2 separate regions of the Sus scrofa genome follow, and region 2 is linked to region 1. Evidence: chromatin contacts called from public HiChIP or PLAC-seq data. All regions are on one chromosome and are shown on one strand. Each heading gives the region's core, a stretch centred on a gene start, on an enhancer-like site or on the middle of the called end of the contact. The rest is flanking DNA. Distances are from core to core; before and after follow the strand shown.

What was found. HiChIP or PLAC-seq counts read pairs in DNA pulled down with a chosen protein or histone mark.
Region 2: a contact with region 1 is called in an H3K27ac HiChIP or PLAC-seq map of skeletal muscle. The contact joins the promoter of NCOR2 here to the promoter of UBC in region 1. A contact is called at or near these places in 2 of 2 datasets of contacts at active chromatin or transcription factors (alveolar macrophages and skeletal muscle).

Annotation. Positions count from the first base shown.
Region 1 is chr14:28,252,409-28,255,108 of Sscrofa11.1, reverse strand. It overlaps UBC (polyubiquitin-C), which reads right to left and starts at 1,252. Exons shown (of 3, transcript XM_021074017.1): 1 at 1,197-1,252.
Region 2 is chr14:28,641,434-28,644,133 of Sscrofa11.1, reverse strand. NCOR2 (nuclear receptor corepressor 2) reads right to left here and starts at 1,360. Exons shown (of 49, transcript NM_001044576.1): 1 at 1,349-1,360.

The DNA.
Region 1 (2,700 bases), core at 3-2,502:
AGAGATTTCTGTGAGGGATATTTCTAAATTTCTGAAAAGAGGGTTTAAAGGAACAGAACATCAAAGCTCTGTATAAGGTTTCCTTCTTGAATTCCAGAAAGAAGTTTTCAGAGGAACAAAAAGCTGAGGTTCTTTCTCAGGTGACTAGGCCTGGCTTCAAACCACACCCTGTTTTCTTTTGGCTGTTCTTTCACTGCAGGTCTTATGATTCATGTTGTTTAAAGGCTGAGTCACGAGCTTTGTGACATAGCTTTTTTTTCAAGAGTCCAAAAACTACAGAGAAAAACAGACCTGATTTCAGAGGCAAGGGAAGGTGAAAAGGAGAAAGAGGGGGAGAGGGGGAAGAAGAAAGGCTCCAAGGGTGAGGACTGGGTCCCAGGGCTATCTCCAAAGAGAAAACAATATTCTTAGGCGCTAACAACACTGATGTTGTCTCTAGCAGGAAAATTCTCTACTAGAGAATTTTGGTCTCTAAGTCCAACAGTGGGTTTTGTTGAAGCAAATAGAAATAAACATTTGTCCAAGGGCACTGAAGTGAAAGGGAGGAGGGGGAAGTAAACTCTCAGGGAGGTAGATGCTGTTTCTCTAGAGCAGTGGTTCTCAACCAGGAGCGACTTGGTCCCTTGGTGGACACTTGGCAGTATCTGGAGACATTTTTGCTTGTCACAGCTGTGGTGTTGGGGTTGAGGTGTGCCGCTAAAATCTAGTGGTAGAGGCCAGGGATGTTACTAAACATCCTGCAGTGGCCAGTCCCCCACAAAAACAGAATTACCCAGCCCCCAAAGTCAGCAATGCAATGGGTTGACAAATTCTGCTCTACGGAGGATTTTTGTTGTTTTTGTTAGAGCTGCTTTTCTGTTTGCTGAGAAGGGCTCCCAAAGTCTAAATGTCCCACTTGGATTCGGGGATCGTGTACCAAGTCACGTTCCTACAACCTAAAATCCCTTGACCTAGAATGCAATGTGCTAGAATATGCCAGAAGCAGGATGAGTCATTGGATCCATTTTCAGTTCCTTCCACCCACTGATCCATCCTTTGCAGGTGCCCCAGAAGGGATGGCTTCAGAGCTGGCACCAATGGAAGAGTGACAGAGGCCCAGCAACACGGCAGGATTGGCGGGCAGGCAAGAGCACGTGATGGGCTGAGCTCACAAAGGGCCTGGGTGTTGGGCTGTTGGGGATTGGACTGGAGCCTACCTGTCTGCCTTTCCTCCTTTCCCCAAAGGATTCAGCTCTCCTGAAGGTCACCACCTTGTATGGGACTTAACTCAGCGTCATGAGAGTGTCTACGTAGTGACCAGCAAACATTTTCTTTCCAAGAGAAAGGGTGAAATCTGAGAGCTGGACGGGAAAGGTTTGACTTGCGTCATCATCAGTTATATAACCATAAAAGGGAATCTGCAGCTTAGGAGAGAAAAAATAAAAAGAAGCCCTAGGGACTCTACTCTGTCCGTTTTCCTGCTTACATTTATGTATTTGCATTCTGTGGCAGAACACAAACTGCTCCAGCTTAAAAATAACCCATCTTATCCCCCCGCCAGTCAGGAAGTCAGATTCAGTTCCAGTACCCAAATTTGCCTAACTTAGAAACACTAAGAAATTTTTTAACTCACTGGGGTTTTGTTTTGTTTTTTAATTTGCTGTTTTTAAATTGTGGCAAAATACACATAAAAATGTATCATCTTAACTATTTTTAAGTGTACAGCTCAGTGGCATTAATTATATTGTAGGGGAGGAAAAATAATTTTCCTTTTGGGAATCCTTCTTTTAGCTGAGACCCCTGTAATGAAAGACAGATTAGCAAGAGAAACAAAACAAAAGAAAACAAAAACAATAGTTTAGTAATATGCACACCTTGTGTATATATGGGAGCTACCCTCTGGGGGAAAATGTGTCACTTAAAAAAAAGGCTTTAGAATTTAGGCTTAAATACCATCTTAATAGGAAATTCTCTTAAAGGGAGAGTAAATAATTTTTACTGAGAAAATAGAAGAATAGATGGAGACAAGATAGTTGATGACAAAGTTTGGTGTCAAAGTTTGTCTCTCCTGTTTTAAGAGCCAATCTTCCCTGGTTGGTGAAAACTCCCTTGAGTTTCTTTTGCAAAATCTGTCTGGGCAGATTAGGGGAGTTGAGTGAAAGCCTCACTCTGCATTTGCTGCTTTTCAAGTGACTACACCTCAAAACAATATCAAATTGGGGTATTTGGGTGTCCATCACTGCCATCTGTGTCCACTCTTCGGCTTGCTAGACTGAAATTTTGTACGCATTAAACACTAACTACCCCCACCCCCAGCCCTGGGCAACCACCATTCTATTTTCTGTCTCTATGAATTTGACAAGTTTTTGGTACCTCATATAATGAGTTTTGTTAGTTTGTTTTTTAACTATGAAATAAAATCTAATTATTGAAAACATGTTTTCCAAAGATTCATGACATCTTTTCTAGAAAGTTCTGTCTCCCAGGACAAGCCTTGTTATTTGTTCTGTATGGTATTTTTTTTTTTTTTTTGTCATTGTGCTATCAGAAATACTGAATTATAAGACACAAAGTAAAACAGAAGCACATGATTCATGTTAGGCCTGGTAACTTTAGAATATTTTGTTCTTTTAACACCTTGTTGACATTTAGGGAGAAATAACCTTTACAGAAGTTCCTTACAAAAAAGGAGCTGTCACCAGTGCTCTAGTACCCACTGGT
Region 2 (2,700 bases), core at 111-2,610, 390 kb before region 1:
GGGCGCAGGCTCTGGGTGGGCCCAAGAGGTGAGTGAAGGGGCCTGGAGGCAAGGTTTTCTGGCTTTCACAGGTCATGAGCCCAGCTGACAGGTGAGGAGAGAAGGAGGAGAAGACAGGCTCAGAGAGGGCAAGTAACCTCTCCAGGGTCACCCAGCTAAAGAACCTCCACCCACAGGCTCTGGCTTGGGGCCTGAGTCCCAGTCCCGGCCCTTCCAAACTGTGTGCTGCTCAGGTGGGTCACCTGACACAAGCCTCAGTTTCCTCAACTGAGAAGTGGGGATCCTACAGCACTCTCCCTTCCTGTGGCTGATTCAGGTATGAAATGAGATCGTGCCAGGCAAACCACAGCAATCACATCAAGGGTGATAATACCAGGGACAGCACCCCCGACACGTGGCACCTTCCTAAGCACTTAGCATGAATCAGCTCAGCTCATCTTCAAGCGAGCCCTACCAGGCATCAATCACTACCCTGCTTCCACAGATGAGGAGACTGAGGCTCAGCAGGGTTAAGCCACCTGCTGTAACTCACACTGGGACTCAAAGCTAGAACAGCCAGGCCCCTGAGCTTGTACATTCTTTTTAGATCACTGTAGATTCCCATGCAGCTGTAAGAAGTAATATAGCTGGATTCTGAGTACCCTTTAGCCAGCTCCCCCCAATGGTATCATCCTTGAAACTGACAGTGATACAGTTGGCCTTATTTAGATCTCAGAGTTTATGTGCACTTGAGTGTGTGTGTGTGTGAGAGTAGATCTATGTACTTTTATCTCATACATGTACTTGAGTGTGTGTGTATGTGTGTGTGTGTGTAAATCTACCCACTTTTATCGCATATATGTACTTATGTGTGTGTGTGTGTGGATCTACGTGCTTTTATCTCAGTGCACATTCCTGTGGCCACTGCCACTGATGCAGGACAGTTCCACCACAAGGGTCTCTTAGGTGACCTCTGGTCCAAGCCATCACACAGGACTGTCTTTCTCAATGGTTGAGGAACCCAGTCCCCAAGACCCTCAGGGCAGGGCAGAGGGGGGTCACAACACAGCTCTGTAGCTGACCCAGCTGGGCACCAAGGGCTTAGGGGCAACAAGAGGACATTCATGGTGTCCCCTGCTATACAGGCCTTTCCCAAGGTCCCCAGGAGAGGTCTGAGGACAAGTGGACAGCAGGCAGCTGGCACGGGCAGCCTGGACACCCTGGGCATTCCCCTCTGGCTCCTCCTGGCCCGAGAGGGAGGCCCCGAGCCAGCCACCGGCCCAGCATCCGGTGTCACTTACAAACACACAGGACCGCTGCCACCCTCGGCAGGGGAGCCAGCCCTGCACACCCTGCCCGCAGGCCACACCAGGCACCGGCAGGGTGCCTGGCCCAGGGTCAGTGGGAAACGAGGCGGAACAGGCATGCAGTGGGGGTGCACCGGGCACTCCAGTCCAGGTCCAAATTCAGACTGAGCCTGGGGCTGGGGAGGGACACTCCTGATCCCACACTATCCCTAGATGTGGGGTTCCCATCTATGAAATGGGAGGGCTTTCTCCAGGGAAGAAAAGAAAACTCGACAGAGACCAAGATATAACTAACTTAAATGCAAGCTTATGGTCTACACTGATGTACACCAGCCCACTCGAGGCCCCTGCAGGGTGGTTTCTGTTTTCCCCAAGGCACATCTGTGGCAGCTCTCCCCTAATGGACAAGAGAAGGGAAGTTCCATGGGATTCCATGACCCACCCCAGGTCACCTGCTCATGAGAGGTGGGGCAGGGACCATTATTAGCCCCCTTCAGTCAGTCAACAACTCAGAGGTGGAGGCATAGGGAGCATCCATTTGCCAGATGGGAAAACTGAGGCTCGGAGATGTGACGTGACTTGTCCAAGGTCATGCAGTCCAGGATGTGAACCCCGGAGGCCGCATCCCTCCCTCGCCCTGTCCTCACGCCTCCACGGCTGCTCTGTTTGACAGACAAGGAAACTGAGGCTTGAACAGGTGAGACCCAGCATAAAAAGGAACGGAACCGGGATTCAAACCAGGATCCATGGCAACCGAGCCATGCCGTTTGGGAACCAGCGCTCCAGCGCTCCCCGGCCTGGGCGCCCCATGAGACGTCTCCCAGACGCCCCGGCGCACCCAGACCTCAGGACAAATCGCTCCCTCATCCCCTCCGCTCACAACTGAAGGCTCCTTGTGAGCTTGAGAAGCCCTTCCAACTTTCCAGTGTTTATCCCGGCTCCTCGCTGCCAGGTCCCTGGGCAAGCCCAGGCCGGTGGCGCTGATTTCAAACCAGACATGGGCACCCAGCCAAACGCCACCACGGTGGGAGCCGGGCGCCAGGGCAGCCGCTGCAATGCCTGCACCTGGCCCCCTCCCCTGCTCCATGGCCACCAAGGCGGCCGCCCCCCAAAGTCCCAGCCTTTCAGTCCTGGGGCCAACACTGATGAACAGACACAGGAGCACCGGATCTCTGATGCTGCCCACTCTTCCACAGGGACTGGGCACAGGGACTCTGAGAAAACAGCATTGTTTCCTCCCACCCGCCCCCCGACACCCCCGGGACCACAGTTGAGAAGCACTATCCCTTCAGGGCCACCCACCCACCCAGCACTCTTTCCGGGGCTTCAGCAACTCTGATAAGGCATCGGGTCACTGTCCCCTGGTGATCGCCCGGCGGCCAGGGCAGAACAGGCGGCTCCAGAACATGAATTC